4 separate regions of the Mus musculus genome follow, and all the other regions are linked to region 4. A link is a contact called in public promoter capture Hi-C data. All regions are on one chromosome and are shown on one strand. The core of a region is the stretch at or near the end of the contact, and the rest is flanking DNA. Distances in the headings are between cores, read along the strand shown. Region 1 holds the start of Mrpl40 (mitochondrial ribosomal protein L40). Region 2 holds the start of Tra2b (transformer 2 beta). Region 3 holds the start of Etv5 (ets variant 5). Region 4 holds the start of Eif4g1 (eukaryotic translation initiation factor 4, gamma 1).

Region 1 (4,335 bases), core at 430-2,929, 1.8 Mb before region 4:
CATCCAAAGTTCCTAGAGTAACTATTATTAGTCTTTGAACCTTTCTCCCACTCAGTGAATCAGAATGAGCAGGGAAGAGCAAGGCCTATGGAAATACAGAAGTTAAGATATGCCCTTTGAAACACATAAGACTCCTTAAATCTAGCTGCTACTTATTTAAACTACTCAAGTAGCAATACATATATGCTATGCTATCATAGTACAGAGCTCCTTCAAAGGACAGAGGCATCCACTTAAATTTAACTATTAGTTCCACAGACTGAAATCTGCTTGCTAACCCAAGGTTGGGCACTCTTGCTTTGTTTTGGTCATATGCATACACGTGTTTCTCATACCCCAAGAGCTAAGGGTTATGCTGGATTTTACCTCATGGGGATGAGATCCCAGAAGGCCAGTAAGGAAGCTCTCTGGTGGGTGTGTCTGACGTGTGCCTGGCAGGTTCCAGGGATCCTGAAGGAGAGAAGGGTATGTATAAAGATCTGGGGAAAGAGAAGGCACATACACATAACTATAGGTCTTCCTAAAACCCGGAGGATGTTTGTAAGTATCTATTTTGTATTTTTTTCAGACAAAAGTCTCCCTAATTCGGGCTATCTTGCAACTTGAGACAATTTTCTTGCCTCAGCTGCTCCACCATGTCTAGTTCATTTGTATTAGGCCAGCAAGGTCAAAGTGAGGAATTTACAGAACTCTGTTTCTCACTGGGGCAGAGCCTTTACTTGCTCTGGCAGGATCTTCTTCTTCTTCTCCTTCTTCTTCCGTCTCTCTGTTTCTTTCTGTCTCTCTCTCTCTCCCCTTCTCTGTCCCCTCTCTTTCTCTGCCTCTACTCTCTTCTCAATTCCCCTTCCCATACCCACAAATAAACTCTATTCTATACTAGACCTGTCTAGTATATGACTGGTACCTCGAGGAAGGAAGGAGGGATGCTTCAGTGTGGACCACTGAGTAAAGTACCCCCTCCCACTGTACTATACGTCCCTTCTATAAAACATATCCTTGGATTTTTAAAAACACATTGCTCTTCTTCCTTTTTTTTTTTTTTTTTTTTTTTTTGGGTTTTTTTGAGACAGAGTTTCTCTGTAAAGCCCTGGCTGTCCTGGAACTCCCTTTGTAGACTGGGCTGACCTCGAACTCAGAAATCCGCCTGCCTTTGCCTCCCAAGTGCTGGGTTTAAAGGCGTGCTCCACCACGCCCGGCGTCTTTTTCTTCTTTTTAAAAATGGGGTGTAATATAGCCAGGTTTGTATGCAGCTGTTACGACCTTGACTTTCTGACCTAGCCTCCACCTCCATAGTGCTGGGGTTGCAGGAGTAGGCCACCACTTAAGCACGACTTAGGCTTCACACTTGTTAGGCAAATAGCCTGTTAAGTGAGTACACTTCCAGTTCGGATTTTCATCCGCAACAGATGCGGTAGGCTCATGCCCAGAAATAATCTGCGAGCACTAGCGAGCAGCTACGGGGCAAAGCCCGCGCACGCGCCCTGGGTATTCTGCCACCCGCGGCTACACTCACCAGCTCCGAGGCCGCAGAGCCCGCGCAGCACACAGCATCACCCCGGTAGCCATAGTTTTTCACGCCACCCGCTGGCGGGCAGCTTCCGGGAGCACGCCCCTGGGCGGTCCGACCTGAGGTACCCGGTCGGGTCTGGCAGGCCTCGGCCCGGAACTCGCGGGTCTGGGATTCCGAGAGGCGGGCCCGCAGCTGGCCCCGCCCCCGACGCAGCCCCGCCCCGGGCAAGCAACGGTGGCTTCGCCGCGCCCTTTTGCGGGCGTCCCGCCTTCTGTGGATGCTGCGGTGTTTTCCTGCTCTCTGCTCCGCCTGGCCTATGTGTTTACATCTATGAAAACGCCCCGCTCTTCTAATAAATGCGCCCGTCTGGCCCCCTATCCTTCACCAGCCTAGTTCTTTTATGCATGCAATCGAGCTCAGGGCCCGCTGCCGTCTGCCGCTAGATGCATGCTGGCGCCCGCCCGGCTGGCGCTCGCGAGATGCCCAATAGCGCGAATTGATGGATGGCGGAAGCTAGTTACTAAGCTGGACTCGGAGCCGCGGAGGTAGAACTAGAGATCTGCACACCACCCTGGTTCTGCATCGCCGGGCGGGATCTCAAGGCTTTGCCAGCCTGCTCACACCGACCCTCATCGGCGACCACATCAGTGGCAGCGGAGTATCCCCGTCCTCCCCCCCCTGTCTACCGAAGAACCGAGGCGGCCCGGTCCGCGTAGGGAGCGGTTTCCCGCCGGGGCGATTTGGCAGGTGCGCGCCGTGACTTCCGGCGTTGCCCGGGAGCCGCCGGAGGAGGAGCGGCGCAGGGGATGCGGCTGTGGCGGCGGCGGCGGCGGCCGAGCGCAGGAGGCGGCTGTGGCGGCGGCTGGGGGCACGGGCCGGCGATGGCGCGGCGGCGCTGAGGGCAAGGGTGGGCGGCGGCCGGAGGGCGGGCGGCGCGGGAGGAAGCTGCGGCAGCTCCATGGCCCAGGCGTGCTGAGGGACACGGCTCTGGCTTCAGCCCGGCAGCGGCCGAACAATGAAGCTCTTGAAGCCAACCTGGGTCAACCACAATGGTGAGTGCACGCAGGAGTCGTGGGCGGCCGAACCTGCATCGGGGTGGGGTCTGGGATTGGCTTGCGGCGGTGCTCAAGTCCTGCCCACCTTGTCCAGACGCTGGTGCCGGGTGCTGGAGCTGCAGAACGGGCAGGAGCAGACTTTGTCCCCGGCTCTGGGACACCGGCGAGCCCGGGCACGTGCTTCGGGCTGGTTGCAGCGAAGTCCGCCTTTGCCTCAGGCAATGGCGCTGTGTCCTGCGCCGCCCACCCTTAATCTGGGATGCCTGGCTCTGGTGAGCCGGCTTGGGTACCGACCTGGTGCTGCCATCCGGCTTCACCATCCAGTATGTGCTCAGATGGTTGTGAGTATGAAACTGGGGCGACATCCCCCTTGTGGCCTTTCAGCGGCTCGGTGAATCTGCATGAGATACTTACTGGCTGTATTGCCCTTTCTGAGGCCTGGAGTTTGTGACAGTGCCCCCACTCGGGCTATTGCGATCCTGGAATGGGAAGGGCCTGGGCTCAGGTCCTACGGAGGACCACGAAAGAACCACGTTTAATGTAAGGATTGGGGCTTCAGATGACTAAGATTGGGGCCAGTGGTGCACAGGAGACAAGCGACTTTGGATCCGTGATAGTGACTTCAAATAGCAGATTCCTACACCCTGGTGGAGAAAGCAGCCGGTGGCATCCAGTTTTGTCGAGAACTACTGCAGGAGGTTGTTTGCTCTCTGCCGAGCGAGTGAGGAAGAGCTAGAGCCTTTCCCCCCAGCTAGTACTTGAGTCTCTGGAAGGACCCGAAGGAAGCACGAGGAAGCAGCCAAGCTCTGCTGAAAGAGGAAGGGTCTTTCCTCCTTTCTACTTTGTATTGCATCTAGAGGGAGCTACAGTTGTGTGTGTGTTTTTGTGTGTGTGTGCGCGCGCCCGCGTAAAAGAAGGCAAGTAGATGCATTTTTCTCTTTTTAAAAATCCACGTGGCCAAATTTAAAAAAAAATTGGTCCTGGGTGCTTTTTATTCACAGCCGAACTTTTTTTTTTTTTTTTTTTTTTTTTTTGGAGGGGGAGGGGGCGTTCACAAGGAAGATCGTAGACGTAGACTGGGTACGACATGCTCTCTACATTAAACAGTATGATTCTGAAGTTCAGCTAAGAACAGATTTTAAAGTTTGGAGCCTAGTCCGAGCAGTGGTGGAGCACACCTTTAATCCCAGCACTCAGGAGGCAGAGGCAGGCGGATCTCTGAGTTCAAGGCCAGCCTGGTTTACAGAGTGAGTTCCAGGACAGCCCGGGCTACACAGAGAAACCCAGTCTCGAAAACACACACACACACACACACACACACACACACACACAAGTTTGGAGGCAAGAAGGTTCAAAGTTCATTTGAAATCTAGGTGATGGGGAGGGGAAAGAATATGATAGAACCATACTGTATGAAAAAATTTTTTTTGTTTTTGTTTTTTTGTTTTTTGTTTTTTTTTGAGCCAGGGTTTCTCTGTATAGCCCTGGCTGTCCTGGAACTCACTCTGTAGACCAGGCTGGCCTCGAACTCAGAGATCAACCTGCCTCTGCCTCCCAAGTCCTAGGATTAAAGGCATGCACCACCACCACCTGGCATGAAAATTTTTTTAAGTAAAAAAATCTAAGTGATGATTATTCATGATAAAAGATGTTGAGACTTAAGCAAACTTCTCTTTTTTTTTTTTTTAATTTAAAGGCACCCTCTTTCTCTATATTGCCTTTACCTTGGAGATGGTGTTATTACATGTCACTGCCAAGCATGCCTTTAAA
Region 2 (4,695 bases), core at 1,414-3,913, 1.6 Mb after region 4:
TGAACTCTGAATCCTATCCAGGATAAGCAGCTAGGATTTACAAACCTGCAACACTCTGCCCAGCTTACCCTGAAGTATTTTTAAACCTCATCTCTGAACTTTTGTTTTGGCAAGCCTTCTTGAAAAAAGTTCAGCTAAATGTTTCAGTTTTCCACTCATCCCAAGATTTCAATTGAAAAGCAAAAAATTAAATTAAAAACAGGGCTGGAGAATTGGCCCAGCAGTTAAGAGTACTTACTGACTTTAGGAAGAGCAGGGTTTGTGCCCCACTACCCACCACATCAGGTAGCTCAAAATTGTACACATGGCCCAAAAAGGGGATCGTGCACACACCTCCAGGAGTTTTTAACCTCAGTACTCAGAAACCAGAGGCAGGAGAATCTCATGAGTTTGAAGCCAGCCAGCCTGGTATACATAATTTGAGTTTACCTCAATATTTGAGGTAAATACAATACAGGCAGAGCTACAACAAAGTCTCTAAAAACAAAAAATTTGAGTTTAAGTATTACACAACTTTCAAGTTTAGAAATAAATCAGAAAGTCGATTTTTAGTACTTTTTCCCCCCAATTATTTCCAATTAAGTAGTCAGGTCAGCAGGATGTGTTGATTCACACCTTAAACCACAGCATTAGGGAGGCAGAGGCAGGCAAACGCCTGGGGTTGAGACTAGCCTGGTCTACAGAGCTAAGTTCCAAGACAGGGACATAGAGTAACTCTACCTCAAATATTGAAAATCACCAGAAGGTGCATCTTACTAAAAACAAAAAAACCAAACCTCTAACAGGAGTAACAATTTCTCAGCTCTTTCAAAATGGTACCCACTTTCATTCAATTGCTTTTTTTCTCCCTTGAGTAATGTGACCCACAGCTAATACTAGGAAAAATTTCCACAGGTATGATGATGCATACCTATTTAGTCCCAAAGCAACAACAAAAAACTATTTGCTTTTAATTCTAAACAGACTAACTTCAACTTCGGAAGGCAGGCTCAACATCGTAAGGTACATGTGGGTGAAATTAGGAGCTCAAACAATACGAACTTACAAGTTGGGATGTAGTTTAGTAGTAGGGGCTTGCCCATCACTGAGACTAGGTCCCATTCTCCATTATCAGAAAAACAACATTCTGTCCCACTCCCCCATCGCTTTCTTTCCTTAGGTAAAAGGCACGCACTGGTTGACACTGAACTTTAAATTGTCTTAGGGACTCATCTCCGTATATAAAAGATTACATCCGTTCAAATTACTCTTTTTGGGTTCAAGTTCACCATGGAAGTCCAAGAATGCTCTCTACCAAACCGTCAAAGGCCTTTTAGAGTTTACTAACCAAAAAAATAAACTGTGAACTAGTGGTTAAGTGTTCCTGTGAACTTTTTGCGAAAATAAAAACGTTAGTACAGGAAGGGCAAAACAGCCATTCTTATGATGCTTGTAAGCCGTTTCCAAACTGCAATTACCTGTTCACTGAGCCCTGGACTTCCGCATCTTCACGTGACAGTTTTTAATCTAAACTCTACAGCCACGCCACATGCGCCTCATTTGTTCAGCTTTGGGGCTGGGTCTAGTCCAGGCCCATTGTATACAATCTAATCAACCTCTACCGATTTTCACCCTCTGGGAGGTGGAAGCTTAAAAATAAAATCCCGTCGACTTCAGAGTTTAATAGCGCCATCAATTGTCGCCAATGGTTTCTCCTTCCCAAGTCCCCCCAGGGGTAGGGAGGCTCTATACAACAACGCCTAACGACCTTGCGTTCTATTCCAGTAAGCTCTCAACAATGGGAGAAACGCTGTAGCACAAAGCCCTCCAACTAACGGGGCCCCCAATCCCCCTCAGCCGTTTCCGTCTCCAGATGCTCCAAGAGCCCCCTACAGCTAGCTGTCCCTTACCGGGACCAGGAGGCCCTCCATCAACCGAAAAGCATCAGTCAGTCCCCATAGGCTCCCGGCCACACGTGGCTTTTCTCCGCTTCACCCTTGGACCCCGGGTGGCGAGGCGGCAAAGCCTGGCTGCAGGGAGCGGCGGCTCCGCCATTTTGTGCCTCTGGCAGCGCGCCCGGCCCGCGAGCCCAAGATGGCTGCGGCGCGGCTTCGCAGGAGAGCAACGGCGAAAGAAGATACCGTTCCCATCCCCCAACGCCGACGGACGCCGCGGCCATCTTTAGCCTCCCCCCGCCCCGTAACGGGGGGAAAGGAAAAAAAAAAAAAACGGTCGTGGCGGGTGCGAGGCACACAGCCCGCCCGCGGCCTCCCTCCGACGAGAAGCGCCGGCCACCAGGCCCTCCGGCGCCCCGGCTCCCTCCGCACGTCAGGCTCCCGACACCCGGCTGCACCGGGCCGAGAGGCCTAGAAGAAGTAGCAGGGTGGGGACCGCGGCCGCCCGCGCAACTCCGCGCTTACCCGCTCGCCGTAGTTCTGCTCGCCGCTGTCGCTCATGACTCCGGGTCGCTGTCACCGCTACGGGCCTTTCCTGAAGCTGTCAAGCTCCCGCCTTCCTTACAGAGGCTCCGCCGCAGCCTAGCGCGACGCCACACTTTTGCGAGGAGCTCGAAGCCGACACGCTCCGCACCACCTCCGCACCGGTCTAACACTGCCGGATGTGACGCCACGCTCTTTAACCTGGTCCCACCCACTCCCCCGAAGGCGCGCTTTCCTGGCCCCTCCCACTTCGACGCGCCTTCCAACCGCTTTCTCCTGCAGGGGCGCTTCCCAAACCGGACGTGACGTCTACCTTACCGCCCTGCCCCTCCCCTCCCCTAGTACCCGGCCACAGCGTGGCGGGAAAGTGTGCGCCTGCCTTTGGGCGTCTGTTGTGGTCTCCTCGGGACACCGTGATGTCCGTAGCCTTGCCACACTCGTTTCTGGAACCTTCTAGAGAACCGTCCTGGGTGGAAGAAGAGAAGAGATGGTTGTACATTCCTCCATGCCTTTGTTCTGTCTCACTAGTTTCCTCTCCTTTTGTTCTCTCATGATCTAGGAGAGAACACAGCCACACACTGGATTCTCACCTCCCGTTTATTTAGACTTAATTCTAGAGCTTTCCTTCCTAAATAAAACCTCCATTTAAAACTCTCGCAATTTAAACCGGGCATTAATGGTGCATGCCTTTAATCCCAGCACTAAAGAGGCAGAGACAAGCAGATCCCTGAGTTTGGGGACAGCTTGGTCTACACGGAGAAACCCTAGCTCAAAGCAAACAAACAAATTGAGGTTTGAGACAAAGCCTCATTGTGTTGCCTGGGTTGACCTTGAACCCACCGTGTATGTTATATAGCCTAGGCTGATGTTAGGAATGTATTAACCCTTCTGGGTCAGCCTCCCAAATCCTGGGATTATAGTTATGAACTATCAATCCTATGGCCTGGTGTGGTAATACACGCCTTTAAGGCGGATCTCTGTGAGTTCCAGGTAAGCCGAATATACAAAGCGAGTTCCAGGACAGTCAGGATTACACAGAGAAACCTGGTCTCATTCCCCACCCTGACTCCCACCTGGGGAAATGGAAAGGAAAGAAAGAAATGGAGAAAGGAAAGCCAGGCAGGGTGGTGCACACTTGTAATCCTTGTAATCGCAGCATGAGAGGTGAGCCCAAGGACAGTTAGCTGTTTAAGGCCAACCTGGGCTACATGAGCGGGCCCCCTTCAAAAAGTGACACAAAACAGAAAATAATTCAAGAGAAACGGGCCTGTAGTAATGGATTTCTGTTTGGGAGAAGCCGCCTGCCCTCTAGCCTCTAAGGATAGCATGAAAGAACACTGAAGATATCTATAGAAAACCATGCCAAATGAGTTCTTGAGATGAATACCATTTTGACAGTCTTCTTGTTTGGTTTGGTTTGGTTTTTTTTTTTTTTTTTTTTTTTTTGGTTTTTCGAGATAGGATTTCTCTGTGTAGCCCTGGCTGTCCTGGAACTCACTCTGTAGACCAGGCTGACCTTGAACTCAGAAATCAACCTGCCTCTGCCTCCCAAGTGCTGAGATTAAAGGCATGCACTACTGCCCAGCGACAGTCACATAGCTTCCGTGAATATTCTGAGCTACAGGATGATCCAACACTCGCAGTTTCAATGAATAAAACAAAAGCTAATTAATGAAAGAACTGTAGTTAATCTGGCCAGCCCAGCTTTACACAGTCACCAACCACGTCATCATTTCAACGTGAGCTCATGTCCACCAGATGGTGTCAAGCCTCAACAAGACCAGACAGCCCTGGGCAGCAGCTCCACATCTGGCCAACATTACTAGTGCCAGCTACTAGTTCCAACAGCACTAGCCAACATCAGCTCCCTAATATTTACTGTCTAAGTTTTCTTCTTCCTGTACTATGGATCGAACCCACAGATTTACCATTCCAGGCAAGCACACCACAACTGTACTGTGACCTCCGTCCCTCAGTTACATACCCTTGCTTTTTTTTGGGGGGGGGGGCTGTCAAGACAGGGTTTCTCTGTATAGCCCTGGCTGTCCTAGAACTCACTTTGTAGACCAGGCTGGCCTCGAACTCAGAAATCCGCCTGCCTCTGCCTCCTGAGTGCTGGGACTAAAGGTGTGCGCCACCACACCCGGCTATACCCTTGCATTTTTAAGCTGCAGATATTCTGGATCACTTATTACTATGGTTTTCCCATTAGAGTTGGGTGTGGTGGCACACCTATAATCCCAGCACTTGAGGAATAGGGGCAGGAGAATCAAGAGTC
Region 3 (4,339 bases), core at 207-2,706, 1.8 Mb after region 4:
TGTCTGTTGTGGGTTAAGAGAACAACGTGTAGGAAAACCAGAGGATAAAATATTTTTAGAAGCTCATGATGCGCAAAAAAATATCCTTTGAAAAAAATCGGTAAAAAGAAACTTCCCTAAGAGATTCCAAAAGCAGCAGCAAGGATCTTCTAAGCAGCCCTTCGAGTTCAAGAGCTGGAAACGTCGTGTTCAAAGTATCTTTTAAAAGCCTGCAGGGAAGGCTTCGGTTCATCCTGGAGTTTAAACCACTTCCTTTGTGTCGTCGTAGTCGCTCCCCCCCCCCAGCCCCCAAATCCAGGGTGCCCCCAGGAAAACTTTAACTGGGCGCAGCGACCGGATCGAGGCCCCTCCCCGTGGCGCGCAGCGAGCCTGGTTTTATGAATGGGAGATGGAGCCGCGGCCGCCACCGCAGGTAGAGGCTGTAACTGGATCCCTCGCGCCCGGCCCCATTCACAAAACAAGACACACTTCCACCCAATTCCCAGCCTTCCCATTCATGAAAACTCCTTCAGCTGCGCCCCCGCCCCCACTCCCAACGCACGCTTAGCCTCCGACGCAGGCCCCTCACCCCAGCGTTTTAGGAAGAAAGCTCAATGCTTCATTCACAAAAAAAAAAAAAAAAAAGGGAGAAAAAAAAAAAAGCCTCAGAGCTCAGAGCCCAAGAAAGAAACCTGCTTCATTCATAAAGTCACCCACATTCAGAAAACGAGGTGCAGCGCTGGCCGATACCAGCAGCCTCATTTGCTCCTGATCACACATGCCGCCTCCCCTCATCACCCCCTACTTAATCAGTACCCCCTTTGCGGGGGAGACCCCGAATCATTCACGAGGTTCCAGCACACTCTCGGCAGCCTCGGAACCGGTTCTCTCTTCCCCCAGGCCGTGGCTCAGGCGGCCCCAATACCCTCAGCCCTAAGAGGAGGGAGTGGGGGGCTGCGGGCCCGCTGCCCAGTCTCCAACTTGCCAGGCCTGCAGAAGTTCGGGCAGATCCTGCACCCTCAGGCTGCACATGTCGGTGTCATTTAACTCTCGGGGTTCTGAAGCAGAACCCCTGAAACTGCTGCTCGCCTCCCCCCACCCCCCATATTAAGAGTCGCGGAGCGTTTCTTCTCGCGAGCCTCCCAGGGCCCTCGGGGGCCCACAACTTCGCGCCCCGCACCCCGTTCTTGCACCCCGCTTCTGTAGCCTGAGCCGGGCACCCCGCTCCCTGCACCCGCTCCAGCACCCCGGGTGCCTCCTCCGCGGCGTGCGGAAACCCGTTCTCCGCTCGCTCCGGAACCGCTAGCCGCCCCCGCCCGAAGCCTCCCAGGAACCGAACCGAACCGGGCCTCGGGGGGAGGGGGCGGCTAGCTCCGGGAGTCACCCCAAGCACGCCCAACTGAGGACCCAGAACCAGTCCGCACCTGAGCGGCCACTCCGCGCGCCCGCCTGCGCGCCTCCGTGGCGGGCTGGGCCGCAGCGATCGGGGATGAAGACCGCTCTGCGCGCCGGCCTCCGGACTCTGCGCCGCCCTGCAACCCGCTGCAGCACTGGCCCGGCCCCCGCCGGCTCCGCCCGCCGCCATTGGCCCGCAGCCCAGAGCACACACGTCCCCATTGGTCGGCGGCCATCCCCGCGGCTGCCCATCACCTCTTGTTTACCCTGTCTTCAGGCAAATCCAGCTGGGCCGCCCCATCATCTGCGGCGCCCATTGGCTAACGGTCGGCCTCCCTCAACGCCCTCAGAGGTCTGTTTTACATAATTTATGCGCTGGGCGCCATTGACCAATCAGCACCGGCTTGTTTATATAATGAATGTAAGGACGTTTTTCATTCATAAAAAACGCGACCTGAGGGGGAAGCTTAGCTGAGTCAGTGAAGCTCTTAAAGGGGCCACTCGCGAAGTTCCCCCTGGCCTCGGCCTGCACCGCTCCTCCCGCCACCCCCGCGCGGGGCCGCTTGGCGCCAGGCGTTCGCAGCTGCAGCAGCGAGCTAAGTTATCATTTTAGAACTCAGGCGAGAGGAATTCGTCATTCCACACACAGAAACTCGCTGACCCTGCCTGGGCGTTCGGCCCATAGAAACACAAAAAACGGAAACCGAGCCCTCTAATCTTAGCTACCTTGAAGAGAAGCCTTAATTTTTTTTTTAAACCAGGTTTCCAGTGGGAAAAAAAAGTAGTTACCTTCCTTTAAAAACCTGAGCTTTTCCAGATCTTAGTGATGTACCCATGTTGCCAAAGCCTAAGGCCCGACCCGATCGCGTCTTCTCGGGCTAATAATTGCCTCTGAGCTCTACAGGCAAGAGGCTACAGCCAGAAACCCGGTTCGTGGATCGCACCGGGCCGGTAGAGGGCCTTGGAAGCACAAATCCCTTTGAAACGTGCGTGCAGTTAGACCGCTTGCTTCTCTCCCGGGCTGCTTGTTTTCCATTTAAGTGTTGAATGCAAGATGGTGTGTTTGCGAATTAGATCCCGTGCAGCTGGGAACCGGGAGAAGCAGTGTTGCTTGCCAAAGGATCGGGCATTGACTGCAGTTGTTGAGATTCTTAACAGGGTGTTCCAGGAAACAAATAAAACAATCCTCTGCCCCTTCCAACTCCTCGTCCTGCTCCTGCCACCGACAATGGCCGTTCTCTTCTTTTCCCAAGGACGCTAGGGTGCTTGTGAACGAGTTCTGTTCTCTACTAACCGGGCAGCAAGGTGTCAGCGTTTGGAGAGTTGAGCCTCAGCAAAGCGGGTCCCAAGTTGTTACCCTAAGGGTGCCCAGTGCCCCACAGTGAAACACGTGGTGTGGATTTCTAGTCCGCGGCCTTTCCCCCCTAAGCTTGTGGATCAGAGCTGGTACTTGGTGTGTTGATTACAGTCCTTGACCAGTTTGAATGCTGGGATGAGACCTGCACCCAGGTTCAGTGGGCTGAGTTATCGGTTTTGCCGGAGACTGGGAAGGGCACCAGTTGAAGTGTGGGCAGGTGCTTTGAACTTTTAACGAGCAGTTCCTTGATATTTAATTTCCTGCCTGAGCACAGTGCTTCCCTTAGCTCCTATTCTAGTTGGTGGCTATAGAGTTTGTCCTCTTGTACCCGTGTTCCCAGCTTGTTTCTGACGTCCTGAAGGCTTTCAATTCAGCAAGGCCCACACTAGTTCCAGATCCTCTCTCACCGGCTTGGTCCCATCACCGCCATCCCTCCCTGTTCTCATCCCAGGCCAACCTCCTGCCTGGTTGAAATTTCTTCAAGAATTTCCTACTCCCCTTTGCTTAATTGTCTCAGATCCCAGTCCTCTAAAAGTTCTGTGGCTTGCTGTATCAGCTCCAGTGCAGGCCTCTTCACAGTGGTTCCTTCACATTCCTTACACTCCACGCCTGGAGTGTGGCTGTTGTGACCTTTGCCTCAGACCGAAGCTCTCCATTCCTCCTTGAGAAGAGAAATTTGAAAGTGTGTAGCAATAAACAGGGGCTAACTGGAATGAGGGAAAGTATTGTGTGTCATACTTGATTTATGTATTTGTTACTCTTTGAGACAGGACCTTGATACGCAGCCGGTTTGGCCTGGAACTCACTATGTAACCCAAACTCACCTCCAGCTAGTTGTCTATTCTTCCCCTCCTCCTAGGTGTTGAGAAGGCAGTCATGTGCCCAGGAGTCCTGGGTAGTTATGGTAGTTTGGGAAGATCATTGAGAACTTGCCTAGAAGGCACAAAGTCCTGGGTTATAGACCCAGCACCACAGAAAAGAGAGAAGTTGATAGCCACAGTATCATATGTGGGGAATTATGCTTCATTAAAGCTATTGGTAACTAATAACTTAGTCATCCAGCAAACATTTAGGATGTACCAGATATTCAGCCAGATCCTGTGCTGGGCTATAAATAAATAAATAATAAATAAATAACATAGAGATGAATGATCTCCAGGGGTTGCCTTGGGCAGCCCGTAGTCACACAGCCCTCCACAGTCTAGCTATGTCCCCACAGTGAGGCAGTGAGAAGACATTCATCACTATTAATATCTCCATTCTACAAATGAGAAACTGAGGTGCGACAGGAGTCCCACCCAGCAAGGACATCCGAACAGAGTCCAGAGGCCAAAATGGCTTCCACTCCTCTCTTGCTTCTCTATCCCCATTCACATCCCACTGTCTTTCTCTTGTTATCTCTGCCAGATAGGAGAGTTAAGGGTAATACGAGAAGTTTCTAGTCTAATGCGCTGGATCTCCGCTCCTAAGAACATATTTACATAGGGGATTTGTAGAACAAGTGCTCTAATTATCATTCCTTCCCCTCCAGGAGAGAAACAGTTTTGGAAAAGGAAACAAAAAGAGGCCCACCCCCTGGGACATTCTTCTTGTGTCAATCTAGCCTTT
Region 4 (4,863 bases), core at 884-3,383:
TTTATTTGTTTTGTTTTTAAAGATTTATTTTACTTATAAGTGTACTGTAGTTGTTGATAGACACACCAGAAGAGGGCATCAGATCACATTACGGATGGTTATAAGCACCATGTGGTTGCTGGGAATTGAACTCAGGACCTCTGGAAGAGCAGTCAGTGCTCTTAACCCCTGAGCCATCTCTCCAGCCCCCCTGGCCAGCTTTTAATGTGGGTCTTGGGGAGCAGATTCAGATTTAGTGGTTTTTTTTTTTTTTTGGTTTTTCGAGACAGGGTTTCTCTGTATAACCCTGGCTGTCCTGGAACTCTCAATTTGTGTTTGTAGACCAGGCTTTCTTTGAACTCTTAAGAGTCTGCCTCTGCTTCCCAAGTGCTGGAACTAAAGATGTGTACCATCACATGCTTGAATTTTTTTTTTTTTTTTTTTTTTTTTTTGGTTTTTCGAGACAGGGTTTCTCTGTGTAGCCCTGGCTGTCCTGGAACTCACTCTGCAGAACTCAGAAATCCGCCTGCCTCTGTCTCCCAAGTGCTGGGATTAAAGGCATGTGCCACCACTACCTGGCACATGCTCAATTTTTACCTGAGCTGTCTCTCCAGCTACTGATTATGGTGATTTTTTTTTTTTTTTTGGACTGGTTGTTTTCTGTTACTGCATATTGAACCCAAGGTCTCCCAAATGCTGGGAAAGCACATGACCACTGAGGACTCAGGCCATCTAGAGGATCCTTGTGCCCGCATTTGCCCACCCTGTAGCCTTGCTTTCTTGGTAGCACAGTGATGAAGTTTACATTATTGCCCCCCTCACTTAGGTCACCAATTCTGTGATATAATGCATGCTAGGAGGTAGCATGTGAGAGGGAGAAAGGCCAGTGGGAAAGGCTCTGCTACCTAACTAAATGCTCAAATGCTCAGTTCAATAGAGTACAACTCTTTTTTTTTTTTTTTGGTTTTTCCAGACAGGGTTTTTCTGTAGCCCTGGCTCTCCTGGAACTCACTCTGTAGACCAGGCTAGCCTCAAACTCAGAAATCCACCTGCCTCTACCTCCCAAGTGATGGGATTAAAGGCGTGCACCACCACAGCCTGGCTATTTTTTTTGTTTTTCGAGACAGGGTTTCTCTGTGTAACCCTAGCTGTCCTGAATTAGCTCTCTACACTAGTCTAGCCCTTAATTCACAGAGATTCTCCTGCCTATGCCCCTGGAGTACTAGGATTAAAGGTGTGGACTACCACCACCCAGTTCAAATTTTCCTATTTTTAAAATTTAAATATTTACGTGTATGAATGTTTTGTTTTCATATGTCTGTGCACTACATGCATATGTGGTGCCTTTAGAGGGCAAAAGAGGGCAGAATTCTAACGAATCAGAGTTACACACAGACATGAACTGCCTTATGGGTTATGGGAAGTAAACCCAGATCCTCTTGAAGAGCAGGCAATAAAGAGCAACCAGTGCGCCAACCATTGAACCATCTCAGAAATCTTCAAGATGTGGTCTCTCTGTAACTCTGGCCGTCCTGGAGCTTGCTTTGTAGATCAGGCTGGCCTTGAACTCAGAGATCTACCTGCCTATCTTTCTGGAATGCTGAGATTAAAGGCGTGGCTCGCCACTGCCTGGTGACATTTCCCTACTTTAAAGCTTATGGTAACTGATTCCCTGCCTTAGCCAGTCAGCACACGTACAGCTTTGGGATTCCTTTTTCCATTATTCCAAAGTTTTCATGTTGACTTTTGCGTTTCCCTAGGAGCAACTGATTTTTTTAAAAAAACAAAAGTAAAATTGCTTCTTTAGATTGCGGCAGTTTCTTTGGTGCAATATTGAATTTCCTTTGTTAATAGGTCTATCAAAGATCAAATCTATAGCATTTTCAGAGGCTGCATAATTTGCACACTACACTTACTAGGGCAGGACTGCTTTTTAGATTCCGCACTCTGAGCTCCAGGCCGGCACTTCACTTAGCACTCACGCGCTCAATAAATGCTTGCGCAAAGTATGAATGAACTAAAGAACCGCCAGAGCCTCAGAGGGGGTCGGCCTGGGAGTTCCAAAGTTCGGGAGGGGACACGGGGGCGGGCAGTGGGTGTCACGTGATGGGGCGGAGCAAATCCCATGTGCTTCCCCGGCGCCAGCGCAGCTCCGCCCTCTGCGCCGGTCACGTGGGGCGCTGGCTGCGCCTGCGGAGAAGCGGTGGCCGCCGAGCGGGATCTGTGCGGGGAGCCGGAAATGGTTGTGGACTACGTCTGTGCGGCTGCGTGGGGCTCGGCCGCGCGGACTGAAGGAGACTGAAGGTAAAGCCGCCATGTCCGGGCCCGACCCGGCCCCCCACCCCTCCCCCCGCATCCGCCGCCATCCGGGCCGGGGCCCGCCACCCTGCGCCGACGCCCCGGCGCCCCGGCTCCGAGCCTGCGCCCAGGCCCTACTCGCCAGGCCGATCCCCGGCCCACGTGTGCCGGGCCGGGCCCGGGTGGGGGTGGGGAGCAGGGCCCGGGCGGGGAGGGCGCTGGGGTGGCGGCGAGACAGTCACCTCCGCCCGGCCTGGGCCGCGGCCCGGCGCAGGCTGTGCGGCGCAAACCCGCCACCCCCTCCCCCTGCGGGGCCCGGGCGGCCGCCGGGAAGTGACACGTTGTTCTTTGGCACTGGCCGCGTTGCGCAGAGCTGGGAGGCGGCGGCGGCGGGCAGGGAGGAGCCCCCAGCCCCGCCCGGCGGCCGACCCTCGCCTGCCCCGAGCCGGCTTTCGCGGCGGTCGCCGCCCGCCCTGCTGGTGCGGCCGGACTCGCGCCCTTCCTGGCTTGTGTTCCCGGGCGGCCTCAGGCCTCTCCGGCCCCGCGCGAGTGCCCCGCGGCAGGCTTCGAACCCGGTGTCCCCGGGTGGGGGGTGGGGATATCACGGCCGGAGCAGCCGGCTTCATTTGTGATCCGGGAGCCTGGTGCCAGCAAGACCTGGAATTTCCGGTCTGGTTGGTCTTGGGCCCCGTGGAGCCAGGTTGATACCCCTCACCTCCCAACCCCAGGCCTTCGGATGCCCAGAACCTGTAGGCCGCACTGTGGACTTATTCTTAACCGAGGGGGTGAGTGAGGGGGCTGTTTGAGCAGGCAAGGGTGGGGTCAGGGTGTTGCAGTGTGCTGGTGGGGTCCTCAGGCTGTATGTTTTCTGTTTCTGCATTCACTTGGCACCTCCCTTAATCCGTGTTGGCCCTAGCTCTTGATACAACCTTTCCCCCAGCCCGTTTGCCATAAGCTTGGGTCCTTTCCTCGTTCCGAGCTCTGCTCTTTCCAACAGGTGCTGGGGGGACCCTAATGTGGCACCAAATGAAATGAACAAAGCTCCCCAGCCCACAGGCCCCCCACCCGCCAGGTCCCCTGGACTCCCACAGGTAATCAAGGCTAAATGATCAGGACTCCGGCGGGGTGGAGGTCACGCAGCTCCCAGTTTTCCCACCCCCATCTGTGTCAGGGCAAAGTGCAGCTGCCTGCTGCCAAATTGAGATAGGGCCCCTGGCTGTCCCTGGGGCTGTCACAGGGAGGGAACATGTGGACTGCTGAGGCTGTTACTACAGGTCTGCTCCCCATACTTCACCAGCTTGGGTTTAAGCCCCACCCAGGCTTCCCCTCTTGCTGAACTCTGGTCTCTCCCCTTCAGCCAGCGTTTCCCCCGGGGCAGACTGCACCGGTGGTGTTTAGCACGCCTCAAGCGACACAAATGAACACGCCTTCTCAGCCCCGCCAGGTGAGGGACTGTGGCTTGAGTAGGCTTGGGTGGGAACTGGGAAAATGAGCTGCTGGTTTGGGGCTAGTATGGGAACTATGGACACTGTATACTTGCCCCTCCATTCCTTGACAGTTGCTCTGAGTTCTTACGTGCTGTTAGTTACTTAGGGTGGCTGACCCTCTGTGAAGTTCGTAGAGTGTGAGAGTGGTGTTACTGGGGTCTTTGAGCCTTTGGAAATTGGAGGCTGTCCTGTGGGCCCTGCTGCCAGCTCTTTACTACTATACTAGGAGGTTGGCATTACCCTGTTCCTCTTCTCCCGTTCTCTTTGAACTGTAATGAGATAAACATTCCAGCTGTGGTTTTATTTTTTTGTGTTCTCCAAGTTCTCCCCAAGTGGAAGGGTCTTTTTCCTACCCACTTCACTCCCCCTAACCCCACTCCATCACCTTGGGGATAATTGTCGTCTTTCCTGTCCCCATGTGCTCTCAGGGAGGATTCAGGTCTCTGCAGGTAATACCCCTTTTCTAATCCCAAGCCACCTCTTTGGTGTCACCCCATCCTCCACCCTAGTCCGTAGCTAGACACAGATTGGGATGGTCACGGTGGGTGCCTTGTTTGCACTTTAGGAGTTTGAGTCCAAATACTGCATGTTAGAAGTCAACTGTTGACAAGCAAAGTATCCCAGAACTGGGAGACTGTTGCATGTAGCAGTTAGCCTCGGTACTTGAAGGGATCGTGCATGCTGGGGAGTCTGTTGTCCAGAAGGGCATGATGTTATCTAGCTGTTAGGAGGCCTCTGGAGGGGTAGTCTGGAGGTGACTGAGTGTGCATGGCAGGGACAGTTACAGGACACAAAGTTTTCATCCAGGTTAGAAGGCAAGTGTAAGGAGGCCACTTAGCCATCAGTTGGTCATGTGGGGCTTGGGAAGGATTGATCGCCATGCGCTGAAGTGCTGTACTCTTAAGACTGTATGGACATTGTGGAATGCTGATTTTGCTGTTTATTCCTCCCATTTTGACCCCACTTGCTTTCTGTTTTCCTAATAGCACTTCTACCCTAGCCGGGCCCAGCCCCCTAGCAGTGCAGCCTCCCGAGTGCAGAGTGCAGCCCCTGCCCGTCCTGGCCCAGCTCCCCATGTCTACCCTGCTGGATCCCAAGT

What was found. Promoter capture Hi-C pulls out the DNA fragments that hold promoters and counts their contacts. Capture Hi-C pulls out chosen DNA fragments and counts their contacts.
Region 1: a contact with region 4 is called in a promoter capture Hi-C map of liver, with 2.5 times the contacts expected there. The contact joins the promoter of Mrpl40 here to the promoter of Eif4g1 in region 4. A contact is called at or near these places in 3 of 39 promoter capture datasets (neutrophils, pre-B cells and stem cell-derived epiblast-like cells) and 1 of 9 other capture datasets (liver).
Region 2: a promoter capture Hi-C map of pre-B cells shows a contact between it and region 4, with 7 times the contacts expected there. The contact joins the promoter of Tra2b here to the promoter of Eif4g1 in region 4. A contact is called at or near these places in 6 of 39 promoter capture datasets (cranial neural crest, hematopoietic stem and progenitor cells, liver and 2 more) and 1 of 115 datasets of contacts at active chromatin or transcription factors (astrocytes).
Region 3: a contact with region 4 is called in a promoter capture Hi-C map of pre-B cells, with 6 times the contacts expected there. The contact joins the promoter of Etv5 here to the promoter of Eif4g1 in region 4. A contact is called at or near these places in 2 of 39 promoter capture datasets (liver and pre-B cells), 1 of 484 Hi-C or Micro-C datasets (cardiomyocytes) and 1 of 115 datasets of contacts at active chromatin or transcription factors (embryonic stem cells).

Annotation. Positions count from the first base shown.
Region 1 is chr16:18,874,958-18,879,292 of GRCm38.p6, forward strand. Mrpl40 (mitochondrial ribosomal protein L40) reads right to left here and starts at 1,680. Exons shown (of 4, transcript NM_010922.2): 1 at 1,514-1,680; 2 at 367-450. The coding sequence starts at 1,566. It overlaps Hira (histone cell cycle regulator), which reads left to right and starts at 1,793. Exons shown (of 25, transcript NM_010435.2): 1 at 1,793-2,562. The coding sequence starts at 2,526.
Region 2 is chr16:22,263,342-22,268,036 of GRCm38.p6, forward strand. It overlaps Tra2b (transformer 2 beta), which reads right to left and starts at 2,664. Exons shown (of 9, transcript NM_009186.5): 1 at 2,400-2,664. The coding sequence starts at 2,435.
Region 3 is chr16:22,438,114-22,442,452 of GRCm38.p6, forward strand. Etv5 (ets variant 5) reads right to left here and starts at 1,457. Exons shown (of 13, transcript NM_023794.2): 1 at 1,404-1,457.
Region 4 is chr16:20,670,594-20,675,456 of GRCm38.p6, forward strand. It overlaps Eif4g1 (eukaryotic translation initiation factor 4, gamma 1), which reads left to right and starts at 2,134. Exons shown (of 33, transcript NM_145941.3): 1 at 2,134-2,283; 2 at 3,275-3,368; 3 at 3,635-3,721; 4 at 4,193-4,213; 5 at 4,751-4,863. The coding sequence starts at 3,309.